2 separate regions of the Mus musculus genome follow, and region 2 is linked to region 1. Evidence: chromatin contacts called from public HiChIP or PLAC-seq data. All regions are on one chromosome and are shown on one strand. The core of a region is the stretch at or near the end of the contact, and the rest is flanking DNA. Distances in the headings are between cores, read along the strand shown. Region 1 overlaps Gm34894 (a long non-coding RNA gene). Region 2 holds the start of Akap6 (A kinase (PRKA) anchor protein 6).

The links. HiChIP or PLAC-seq counts read pairs in DNA pulled down with a chosen protein or histone mark.
Region 2: an H3K4me3 HiChIP or PLAC-seq map of bone marrow-derived macrophages shows a contact between it and region 1, with 7 times the contacts expected there. The contact joins the promoter of Akap6 here to the enhancer-like site in region 1. A contact is called at or near these places in 3 of 39 promoter capture datasets (cranial neural crest, embryonic stem cells and hippocampal neurons), 3 of 115 datasets of contacts at active chromatin or transcription factors (astrocytes, bone marrow-derived macrophages and embryonic hindbrain) and 1 of 9 other capture datasets (embryonic stem cells).

The regions. Positions count from the first base shown.
Region 1 is chr12:51,843,156-51,849,297 of GRCm38.p6, forward strand. Gm34894 (a long non-coding RNA gene) reads right to left here. Exons shown (of 3, transcript XR_381584.4): 2 at 1-2,006. Among named protein-coding and RNA genes, the nearest start is that of Gm34894, 5.6 kb to the right of the region's middle. Within about 2 kb of position 2,321, at least 392 of the 459 cell types and tissues checked have an H3K27ac peak or open chromatin away from gene starts, as enhancers often do. A contact at or near this core is called in astrocytes, bone marrow-derived macrophages, embryonic stem cells and 1 more, where this site is marked.
Region 2 is chr12:52,696,390-52,702,531 of GRCm38.p6, forward strand. It overlaps Akap6 (A kinase (PRKA) anchor protein 6), which reads left to right and starts at 2,994. Exons shown (of 14, transcript NM_198111.2): 1 at 2,994-3,053.

The DNA.
Region 1 (6,142 bases), core at 1,071-3,570:
TTATTTTAATGTCTGTTTCATTGGGTCTGATGTTGACTCTTTCTATCAGGTTTTAGTTTTTGAGAGACAAACTTTGGTGATAGAGCCCAGAATAGCCCTGAATTCTCAATGCTCCCACATCAACTTCCTGTGTGATTTTTTTTTTAATGGACCAGATATTGACTTTTAAGAGATAGATAGGGCCAGAATCATCTAGAGTCTGCAGCCCCCCCGGTGAGCTAGATACTCTATTTCAGGGCTAGCAGCGGAACTCAATGGCAGCGCACTTACACCTACCTAGACCTCTAAGTCCTGGCTCTGATACCTGGAACTGAAAAAAATACCTATTGTGTGTCAGAATGCTGTCCCAGCACACAGCTGGCTCAGAAGGAAGGACTGACTACAAAGCAAGTTCTTGGCCAGCCTGGGCTTCATGCAGTCAGGCTGCACAATGAGCAAAAATGAAAACTAAATGGGATAGGGAAGGGGAGAAGGAAGTGGGAGAATAGAGGGGAGTAGGGTTGGGAAGAGAGGCCCTTAGCCTCTGGAGGAGGCAGCATTTACACTCTGAAGCTGGTGGTTCATTATTCAGAAGATGAACTTTGGTGTTTTACTCCTGTCCACATTGGAAGAAGCATTGTCTATACTCAGGTGTTTGGAACTGCTGAGGCCGGTGTGTTCCCTAAATATTAATGAACGGGCACGTGTAATGTCCATGAGCATAATTTAACTATGAAGTGATTCTCCTTCTTAAAGAGCTCACAATGTCTTACTCAGTCTTGGAGAAGGGCAGCTGGACCGACAGCGATCTTAACGACTACAGAATTTTCCCTATGTGGGCCGGAGGGGTGGGGGTGGGGAGGGATAATTCAGTGACAGCGTGCTTGCCTAGCAGGCAAGCTTCCCTGGCTTCAGTCCCCATCTGCAAAGCAAAACCAAACAAATGTTCCTATGATCCTATCTTATCAGTAGACGGCTAGCCTTCTCTTCCTCTCTGCTAGCCACTCAAAAACATCTTTTTTACCACTAGGGAGGAAGGGAATCAAATATTGCTCTTTCACACTTAGGAGCTGCTTTCTATGGGAAGCTTGCTCTCCTAAGCCAAAGCAAGCTGCCCTTTCATTAGTGGTCTGACATCTTATTAGCAAACAAAATTGCTTAAGGCTTTGTCTTAGTGTCATTGTTCCATCTGGACTCAAGACGCAGCAAACCTAGCTTCAACCAACAGAAGGAACTCGATGTACTTAGATGTACTCGATAGTCACAGGCTTCAAGATCTGAGTAAGACATGTTTATTCTTGAAAGAATCCACTGAAATCCCTCCTTCTCGACTATTAGTTTTCCTCCTATAACCTGTGTGAAGTCGTGGGGGGATTTTTCTCGCCCCCACCCTGCAGTTTTCAGTGTCAGAAAACAAAGCACAGAATCTTCTCATAGTGGTGTCTTCAATAAGCCTAACATGCAACATCAATTAAATTACAGATTATTTTAGTACTAAGACAGTTCCGTTTCCTCTTTGGCCTGTTTTACGGAGGAAAAAGTACCTGCTCCAATCAGAGATTGATTTCTGATGGGTAAACAGAAACACGTTAGGGGGACTAGTTTTAGTTCTTAAATTCCAGTTCACAAAATGAGCCCCACCCCCACCCCCCGCAGGGCCAATGCTTCAGCTCGGCTCTTCCTTTTCTTCCTAAACAGAGTCGAGAGCTTGCTTGTAGCCTCCTTTTTCTTTGGAATACTCCCCTTCCTTGTCCACCTCCTCCCAGCCTGGCGCAGCGCTCGGAAGGCAGGACTTTGGGAAAGTCGCGCCTTTCTAAAGGAGTGGGTGCTGTTTACAGGCTCCGGCTGCTGGCCCCGAAGGTGACTGGAGTCAAATGTAAACCTGGCGTTTATCTCTCGCAGTCAAACATGTTGTGCAACCGGGAGCAGTGGGCACTGTGTGAAAGGTTGTTCCGGCAGCAGCCCCAGGTTCAGGATTACTCAGCTCTTCACCCTGAGCTATGTGGGACCAAGATACTGGAGGTCACCTGTGATGGAAAGACCAACGGGCCAATGAGAGGAACCAGGAGGCGGGGAAACAGTTCTTGGCAAACATTGCGGCACAGGGCAGGACATCTGAAGGAAAGTTGTTTTGTGACCTTTATTGTTTCCCATGAAAACTTTCTCAGGCATGAAACCTTAGAAGTCAGAGCAGTTTCTGGCAATACTGGTTTATTGGGGGGCCAAAACATGCTTTTTTGTAAAAGCCATTTTTCTTCTTTTTCTTGAGTCAAGATCCATCATCCCATGCAGCCCAGGGTACCTGAGAGCTGAGAATGACCTTGAACTCTTGGTCTTGCGGCCACCCCCCATTGACAGGCATGTTCTGCCAGACCCAGCTAACAGTCTGTTTTCCTTTGGTAGTAAAATGTTTAACTATTAAAAAGAACATCATCAGGCCAGTCACCCATGCTTTGTATCCTGTGAGGCTGAGACAGGAGGCCTGAGAGTTTGAAACCTGAATTTGTATTTCTTTTTTCTTTCTTTCTTTTTTTTGGAGGGGGGTGTGGGCTTTTGAGACAGGGTTTCTCTGTGTAGCCCTGGCTGTCCTGGAACTCACTCTGTAGACCAGGCTGGCCTCGAACTCAGAAATCTGCCTGCCACTGCCTCCCAAGTGCTGGGATTAAAGACATGCGCCATCACTGCCTGGCTTGAATTTGTATTTCCAAAAACCAAATACAAATACCTAAACAAAACAACAGAAGAAAAATATAAGGAGAGATGTTTAAAATCCATTTTGCTAAGAACCAGCTCTATTATGGCTGAGGTCATCATATGCTTATTAGTTTTTGTCACTTTTGTTTTGGTAACTTAAAAGCCTTTTCTCCCTTACCATATTTTAAGCACTTAAATAATATTCTATTCATCATATTTTATAACAGGACTTTCTATAGACCTGCCAGCTATATAAATAATGTCAGAGGTTTGTTAATATTTTAAAGCTCAGGCCTTAGCTGGCAGTCTTGCAAGGACTCTATCCTGATTAATTCTGGCCTGCATCCTGCCCCATGGCCAGTTCTACCTTTCCGCCAGGGCTCTCAGTCCACCTCCGCACGTGCTGCTGAATCTCCTGTGTCCCAACTCTTCTCCCAGCGTCCCTATCTCCTACCTTCCACTTCCTGCTCAGCTATGGGCCTTCATTAAAGCCGATGAGATACAATTCTAGACTGCCTTAGGCAGGTGAGGGAGAACAAATATTTACAAAATATGAGACCAGTGATGGGCCAAGGAAATAACAATACCAGATCCTGCTAATGTTTAGCTCTCTGCAAGCACAGCATTAACACTTGAATATACAGAGAGACACACCTTCACATGATGAATCGCAACAATGTTTCACTTTAATAATTCACCCAAATAGATTGCTTTCATTCTGTTTCTATACATAACACCCAAATGAACATAGTTGAAATAAAGCTTCCTATAAGAAAAGTTGTAAGTTCAGTGCCTTATAACACATATAAAACCTATGTAAAGCTGGGGTGTGTGTGTGATGGCAAATGCCTTTAATCCTAGTGTTTGGCAGGTGGATCTCTGAGTTCAAGGCCAGCCTCGTCTACAGAGTGAGTTCCTGGACAGCTAAAGCTACACAGAGAAACCCTGTCTAGAAAAATAAGACAAAACCCCAACTTAACATACAGAATATATGGAGCCGGGCTTGATGGTGAATGGCTCTGATGCATGCTTCAAAGGAGAAGGTGATGTCGGAGGAACGGGAAGGAGTTCCAGGTTAGCCTTGCCTACATAGCAGTTTTGAGACTAGGCAGAGCTACATGAGACCCCGCCTTAAAAACAAACAAGCAAAAAGGTATATCTGAGTAGCTCCAAGAACAATAACAAAGAAACAGGAGAGGGGTCACACCAACTCACAAAATAAAACATCTCTCGTAACCCGGAAGTCCGCCTCTTGCTTTCCCTCACATCCTTCTTCTTCCACACCGATAACCGACAGCCTAAACGTTTTGTTTACCACATAAATGTTCTGGGTATTAGTTTCCCCTCAGTTAGAATCTGGTTGATGGGGAGAAGGCTTCGGGTTAGAAATGAACAGGACTCTGCCGAGGGCTTGAGTTCTGTTCCTAGCATCCACACTGAGCGGCTCACAACTGCCTGTAACTCACTTCCAGAGGTACTGACTCCTCCTCCCAAGTACCTGCACTCATGTCCACAAACCCACACTTAGATACATATACCTATTCATAATTAAAAATAAATCTTGCCAGGCGTGCGCACACCTTTAATCCCAGCACGCGGGAGGCAGAGGCAGGCGGATTTCTGAGTTCGAGGCCAGCCTGGTCTACAGAGCGAGTTCCAGGACAGCCAGAGCTATATAGAGAAACCCTGTCTCAAAAAAAATAAAATAAAATGAAATAAAATAAATCTTGCCAGGCGTGCGCTCGCCTTTAATCCCAGCACGCGGGAGGCAGAGGCAGGCAGATTTCTGAGTTCCAGGCCAGCCTGGCATACAAAGTGAGTTCCAGGACAGCCAGGACTATTCACAGAAACTCTGTCTCGAAAAACCAAAAATAAATAAATAAATAAATAAATAGATAGATAGATAGATAGATAGATAGATCTTGAGAGAGAAAGAATTTGATAGTGACGGTGAGTGCCTTGCATGCTTGTCCAGCTAGTTTCCTGGTGTCTGTGGGAAGCATCGGCTTCTAGTTCTACTCCAAAAATGATCGGACTTGTCAGATTTATATAGGCAGTGGCCCCACAGACCAGGGAGCCCCTGTCTAGTCTAGAGGTGAGCTCTGGAGTGGCAGTTCTCAGCACTGAGGAATTAGGACTTAGTTCTAAGAAGTTGTACCCTAGAATGGTGTCAGTCTGGTTTTCCTGTGTGAGGTTTCTCTCACCCGCCTCACTTCTCTCTACCAAGAATTTGGTTTGAGTTTTTAAATTTGTACATTGTTATTTCCTTACTTCTTAAATGGGCAGCGGTTAGGGCTGGAAATGTGACTCAGTTGGCAGAATGCCTGGCTAACATGTGAGAAATTCCCCAGCGCCACATAAAACCGGACATGCCTGTGGTCTCAGCCCTTGGGAGGTGGAGGCAGGGACATCAGAAGTTCAAAGTCATCTTCTGCTACGTGGGAGTTTCAGGCCTGCCTGGGCTACGAGGCCTTTTCTAGAAACAAAACAAAGTAAAACCCTAACTCAAACCCAAACAAACAAACAAGCAAACAAATAGACATTTCTCTTAGCAGAGCTTATTGATAGCTGACATCTGAGATGAACGCCAAGATAATTGGTCTCAGCTTTATGTGACTCCAGAAGTCAGATTGTTCAGATTGATCTTGGCACTAAAAATACAGGAGCTAAACTGAATTAAAAATAGCCGGGTCAGCTATTGATATGCCCTCAGCACTTGGGAGGACAAGGTAGGAATATTAAGAGTTTGAAGCCATCAGCTGGTCACGTGGCATAGTGGGTAAAAAACACTTATACAGCAACTTTGCCAACCTCATTCAGTCTCTAGAACTCATAGTGAAAGGAAAGGCTCCCAAAAGTTGTTCTCTGACCTGAGACACGTGCTAAGGCATATACGTATCCCCACCACACACATTAATAATAATAATTCTTTTTTTTTTTTCGAGACAGGGTTTCTCTGTGTAGCCCTGACTGTCCTGGAGCTCACTTTGTAGAGCAGGCTAGCCCCAAACTCAGAAATCTGCCTGCCTCTGCCTCCTGAGTACTGGGATTAAAGACGTGCACCTTTAATAATAATAATAACAAATGATAATAAATTTAATAATAATTCTTGAAATAAAAATATTAAAACAAGCCAGGCGGATTCCCCATTAAATCAAAGCATAAGAGCCACTCTTCCACAAGTGGTAGGGCACATGCTTAGCATACACATGGCTCTCAGTTTAATATCTAATACCTAAACTACATAAGAGCATAAATAGTCATTGGGCGGTGGTAGAGCCAGTAAGGATAGCTGGCTTTCAGGTCACTGGTAGAGCCCACCAACTAGTAGTTTCATTCAGTTGTAGCAGTATCCATTGCAATAGTAAATTAAGACTCACGGATGTAACTCCTGAGTCAGATTCCCTGGGCTTGTTACCCAGGGATCTGTAGTTTGGTGAGCACCACAGAAAGATAAATTCCCAGCAGC
Region 2 (6,142 bases), core at 1,744-4,243, 850 kb after region 1:
AAAATGATATCGTGTGCTGGAGAGCTGTCTCAGCAGTTAAAAGCATGGACTGCTCTTCCAGAGGACACAGGTTCCATTCTTAGCACCCAGCTCACCACTGTCTGTTATTACAGTTTCAGGGGATCTAATGCCCTCTTCTGGTATCTGTGGGCACCAGACACATGGTGCACACATATACATGTAGGCAAAGCACCTATGCACATGAAAAAGAAATAAAGTCATCAATACGCTGAAAAAAGTGATTTCTCACAAGTTATTTTTCAGGCCTTCCTTCTCTCTAATTTTTCAGTGTGAGGGTCTTGCTTCACTTCCCTCCTCTGACCATAGTTCTGTTCTCAAGAAGTGACGTATCTGTACCTTGTTGCCCAAAGCTGTAGTGTGGCCTCTGAAACGATCCCCTGCCCTTTAGCCTTCCTTGATCTCCTCTGCAGTGGGTGTTGTCTGCTTGGCCTTCTTCAGTCACTGGGTGACCTTGGCTGTTTCCCAAACATTTGATCCTAGAGCTTAGAATTGAGTGCTAATGGCACAAGTGTGTTAACAGTGACATTCCTAAATGCTGGCACTTCTGTTTTCCAACAGGCCATTTGTGGTGGTCTGATAAGAGTGGCCCCCATAGGCTCCTATGTTTGAATGCCTGGTCATCAGGGAGTGGCACTGCTTGACAAGGATTAGGAGATGTGGCCTTTTGGGAGGAAGTGTGTCACTGAGGGTGGGCTTTGAGGTTTCAAAAGCCCAAGCCAGTCCCAGTGTCTGTCTCTTCCTGCTGCCTATGGATCCAGATGTAGTTTAGCTAGCCTAGAATGTCAAAAATCTGACTTGATGTCAGATTTCCTGAGATGTCTGATCTTTCTCACCATGCCTAGAATCTGGAAAGGGAAACTATGGACATTTTCTCATTCTGAGAAACTGTGTTCAGGTGTGATTGAGAGAAAATGTGGATTTGTCTGTCTTAGGCTGACTTATTTTGCTAAATGTCATGATCTGTAAGTTCTTCCCACTTTCCCTGCAAATGACATAATTTCATTCTCCTTATGACTGGGTAAAATGACATTCTCTTTTATCTGTCTGTCCTGTTGGCCTGCCCTCTTCTCTTTATGGAACCTTCTCTGCAAAGGCTAATCTTGTTCTAGCTCTATGGCTTTCACCCTATTTATTTCTGGAGGCCTAAGAGTTTTTCAGGGAGGCCAGCAGTACTCTATAGCAGGCAGGGTTAATAATTATGCCAAGAAGGGTCCAACAGTCTTGACTCTGGGCCTCTTCACCCCTGCCCCAGTGAAGGAAGCCCAGCTTTGCTCTGTAACATAAAGGAAAAAAAAATTTAAATATTATTAGCAAACCATGATTATTATCTAAGTCTATCCTCCCTCAGACGAAACCCCTGAGCCCCAGAGAGGCTACTAACCCTGAATACACAGAAGGAGCTCTCGGAGGAAATACCATCACTGGTAGATTTCCTGAGCCCCAGGTCGGTGCTCTGGGCTTTGCAGTGGTTCCATGCTGACCTCTCAATGTGTGAGTACCATGTGGTCTAAGATAAGGGAGTCAAGCTCTGTTGTGCTGCTGAGTGTATACACAGGTTTTACTCTTGTTCTTCCCTTCCTTGTTCCTTATTAGGAAAAGCAAGAGCAATCATGACTTCACATCCAAGGCAGGGCTGCTCTGTGGAAGGCTGGATAGTGGCACCTCTTCTGATTTTATCAGTTTTTCTTTACAGGAGGCTGCCTGAGTTCCTTCAGAGCCTCCCCTCCAACCCCACCACCCCCTGTGCTGCTGATTAAGAGAAGTATGGGACAATTAAGAGATGATTGGACAATATAATTGTCTCATTCTGTATTAGGTTTCGGAATTTTGTGCTTTCTCAGAGCTGTAGAGACAGAATGGATGTAGGTCAGCTTGGCTGTGCCTTTCTCTGTCAGTGGCCTGCAAGCCTTAGATGAGTGAGATGGGTAGCTGGTCCACGGTTAGCTCTCCTCAGGGTCACAACATGATGCTTGTTTATGCTTCACACTGGAAAGAAAGGACTGATTTCTTTGGATTTCCTTTCCTTTCACTAACTGGAGAAATCCTCCTGGAGTCTTGTTTTAATGTGCCTGTCAGAGGTCCAGTGGGGGAGGGGAGAGAGTAATAGCCTCCTTGGTAGGCAGTCTTACAGCCTCAAAAAGAACAAAACAAACCCCAAGGGTTGTGAGTGGCAGTCACAAGAAACTTCTACAGGTCTTCCACTTGTTCCAGATTTTAACCCCAGAAGATACTTGCCTTTTGGCCATGTGTAGGAAGAGTTCTCTGTCAGATAGGGGAAGGGTCTCTAGGATCCAACCTCTTTTCACTGCTCCTGAAGGTTAAGTGGTAGCGAGTTCTCCAGCAGCAGGCTCTGTGGGGTGGTGTCTACCCGAGAACACCCTCAGGGCAGACCTAGCTGGCGGAGGCTTTGCCCATGTTCTGACGATTATTAGTCTGTGCACTTTAGAATTAGACTCACTTGGTCAGCTGTTTATTACATTTTAAATTGTTTCAAAATCCATGCTTTGTTCTTTTTCTCTTTGTCAGATGAACTAAACCTCTTTTTAATAACTTTTAAAGAGGTATCGTTACTAGCCAGGGAGAAGAGCGATCAAATTGCCTGATAGGGAACCATGAATACGAGTTTGTATTTTCTGAGTACTGAATCGACATTCCACTTGCACCTTTATTCTCTCAATGTAGAGCAGCAAACGAAGAGGTAATTTTTATTTTGTTTTCTAAAATTATTCTAAGAAATCCCCTTTTAAACTTACAGATTTTAGTCCAATGAGGAGCCCTGTTTCTTTGGACTGCATTTTGCATATTGTCTGCTTCTTACAGGGCTTTTGTATTGTCTCAGGCTCCACTGGAAATGCAGCAAGGATTCCTAGCACATCCCAGTTGCCATAGCAACAGCAGCCTTTCCCATAATGAGCTGCATCATCTGAACTGATGTCACAGCATCATGCAGCAGGTCAAACAAGGCATCTCCTAGTATTGCATCCTACAGATGTGCTGTAAACATCAAAAGGCGACGTTGGGAGCAGGAGATGGTGAGTGTTAAACGTTTGGGCCTTAATTGCGACGCTGTTTTGTTGGTTAGTCTGTGGCGTCTACTAAGGCAGGGATGGGGGGATGTTGTCTGCTTAAAATGGACTGGAGAAAGAAGGGTTGTTTTGCCTAATTCTGTTTTCAGGCTGCTGTGTTAAGACAAAGGCCTGTGAGAGTCGCATAAAAATCAAAATGCAAAGATTTCTTGCTCCGTCTCCGCCTGTTATTTTTAGTATTCTCATGAATTAAAAAAAAAAAGCACAGAAAATTTTCTATTGCAAAAGCCTAAATAAGCTCTGAAATGTGTAGTTCATTGTATTTTAACATTGTAAAGATATGTTTCTTTTTTTATGAGGCAGGGCTAATTGGTCCCATTTGCTTCTGTGATTTATGAAATATTTAGTGACTTGCAGAACGGAATTCAGTATTTACCTCCATTGGGTTTCAGATTCTTCATGGCAAGGAATGAGTGCTGAATAAGCATTTGACATAACCTTATGTGTATGTGAAAGGGGATTCTCTTGCATGTTCAAGAAATAATTTGTTAAAAACATTAAGACTGAAACCAGATGAAATTATCTATGCCTTTTGATTTGTGTGGAATCTCTTCAATTCATGTCCTCCATAGTTAAGAGGCTGAAGCTGGAGTTGCTTCCAGGCTGGTTTGTAACTGAGAGAGGAGCAAGTCTCCCCTCTGCGGCAGTTACAGTCAAGGATAACCCGGGAGAGAGACTCTGGAAAGGCCAGTGGCGCTGCCGCCCGCCCGCCCGCGGGCTCATGCTTAACTCTAGCCCCAACCCAGTGTGATGGATAAATGTCAGGGGCCTTGATGCTTGTTAGGAATGCAAATCTCTGGACCCGGAACCTCAACTCAATTCCAAAGCTCCAGATAAACATACGATGTTTACGTTTAATCCAGGGCTTGCTTTTAAGAATCGTTACTATTTTATTTGCTAAAAACCAGTCTAACAGGTCAGTATGGAACAGGGTATCATTGCCTTTTGTTTTGGGAAATGAAATGAATTTCCTTGGTGCAACTGATTGCTACTGGGGGAGAGAAAGCACATGCCCGTTCAGTTGTTCAATCTGCCGGCTTACAGTCAGGGAGTGGTCCTGTGTTTCAGTGCAGTCGAGCTGATAGTTTTTATTTATACAGTCTTACTGGAAAGAATAGCACCCCCTGAGTTGCTTGTAATTAGTTAAGATTGCTGGAGCCTAAACAGTTTAGATGGAGCCTAAAACAGATATTTCAGAGGAAGCCGGAAAAGCAACATCTCCAGCCAGCTTGCGTTGATTTTTCTCTCCTATGGAGTTGGGCACAGCGGTCCCATTAGGCACAGGCACTAGGCGGAGTGGTACAGCTCGGGGTTTAATTAGTTTGTTTACCCCACACCACACACATGCTACTCCCAGTCTTTTAAGCTTATATTGCTCGCGTGCAGCTATATGGGATGGAAGAGGTCAATTCGGCCTGGCCTTCCCACGAGCAATTAGTAGTATGGATGCTCACTGCCTGCTTTTTGTGTGTGTGACGCATAGTATGAACAGAGAGCTCTGCTGGGACCGTTGGGTGTGAACGCAGCCAAGTCAGAAGCTCTCAGGTAAAAGGGAGGAGAAAGGCCTTAATGGGGGAAGGGAAAGTAGTTAGAACCCCTTGAAGTACTGCTCCCGAGAAGCGACATGAAAAGACTTGTTCAGTGACACAAATTGCTAGGAGTGAAACAGAAGGCAGCGGTTTAGTGGGTTTTCTCCTGGTTTAATTCTCCCCCCTTTTGTCTAACAGTGCTCTCCGCTGCTTCCTCCTGGGTGAAACGTATGGTTACTGGAAGTCACGGAGGCCAGATTCCTTAAGGGCAGTGTTAGAAAAGTGAAGTCATGCTTTGAGGGTGGAGAAGGGCACTGGCGGGTGTGGACTGCCACGCTAGCGGAACATCCGCCCAGCGCAGGCAAACCTGTCATCCTCCCAACCCCCACAACATGCAGCCACAGTTCCTCAACTTTATGCTTTTGTGCTTTTTTTGCTCCAGGAGAACAAAGCCCTGATAGCAAGAGCTGTCACCCAGGGTTCTGTTTCTTGGAGGACCACAGCCTGTGCTGCACTCTGCACTCTGATTAGCTGTGCCTTAATTACTAGCTAAGGCTATTTCAGTTGCGGTAGTTTTAATATATCCCCAAGGGTGTGTGGTGTGTGTGTGTGTGTGTGTGTGTGTGTGTGTGTGTGTGTGTATGGGGGAGGGAGAGAGTTTGTTCTGTGGCTGGATTTATTGGTGCCTCAGTGAAAATTTTCTAGAATTTCAAGTATTTTGCTGTACATAATGACTGGAATATTATCAAAACTGTGTTGCCCATGTGGCCAAGTTTAGACTGTGTAAGTCTCACAAACTGTTAACCTATACTTTTGGTTATGGTTTTGTTACTGACTTACAAAGGTATAATGATTTAAATCTTTCTAGATAGCTAGGCTATAGTGGGACTAATACAGATAATTACAATAACAACTAATAGCTACTATTTATTCAGTTCATTATTTATCAGTTTTACTGAGCCAGGCTTTGTGCGTCAGCTTGTTTAGCTCTCAAGAGGAGTCAGGAGATAGAAAGTACCAATCTCACTTCAGGAGATTGGGCACTGGTACTCATATTTTACAGAACCAATTCCTAGTTTAGTCACCTGGTTAAAGTCACATGTTTTATACGTTACTGGGCTGATTCCAAACCAGTGCAGCCTGGCTGTGAAGCCTGCGAGCTTTCCACAGCTACCCCAGTGTTATGATGCCTTCTTTTACTCATCCCCACTCAATTGCAGGACCCCACCCTTCCTGATTCTAATCCGAAAGTCAGATTTCACAGGTAGAATGCACTCTCAACTGTAGTCTGATCATTTTTTACTGTAAAGATGAACACGACTCCTGGCCAGACGTGAATAGTTACTCTGACCACAGCTGTTGAAGTAATGCAGAGTTGAGGCTCAGCCCTTTGCGGGGACCCCTGTTTAGCTGAACATTTGAACTACTTCAAGAGTGAGCATGGCCGTGACAGGTCTCCTACAGTGAGTCTTATCTGAGTCACTAGTGACTCAAGTCTGTTGTTCC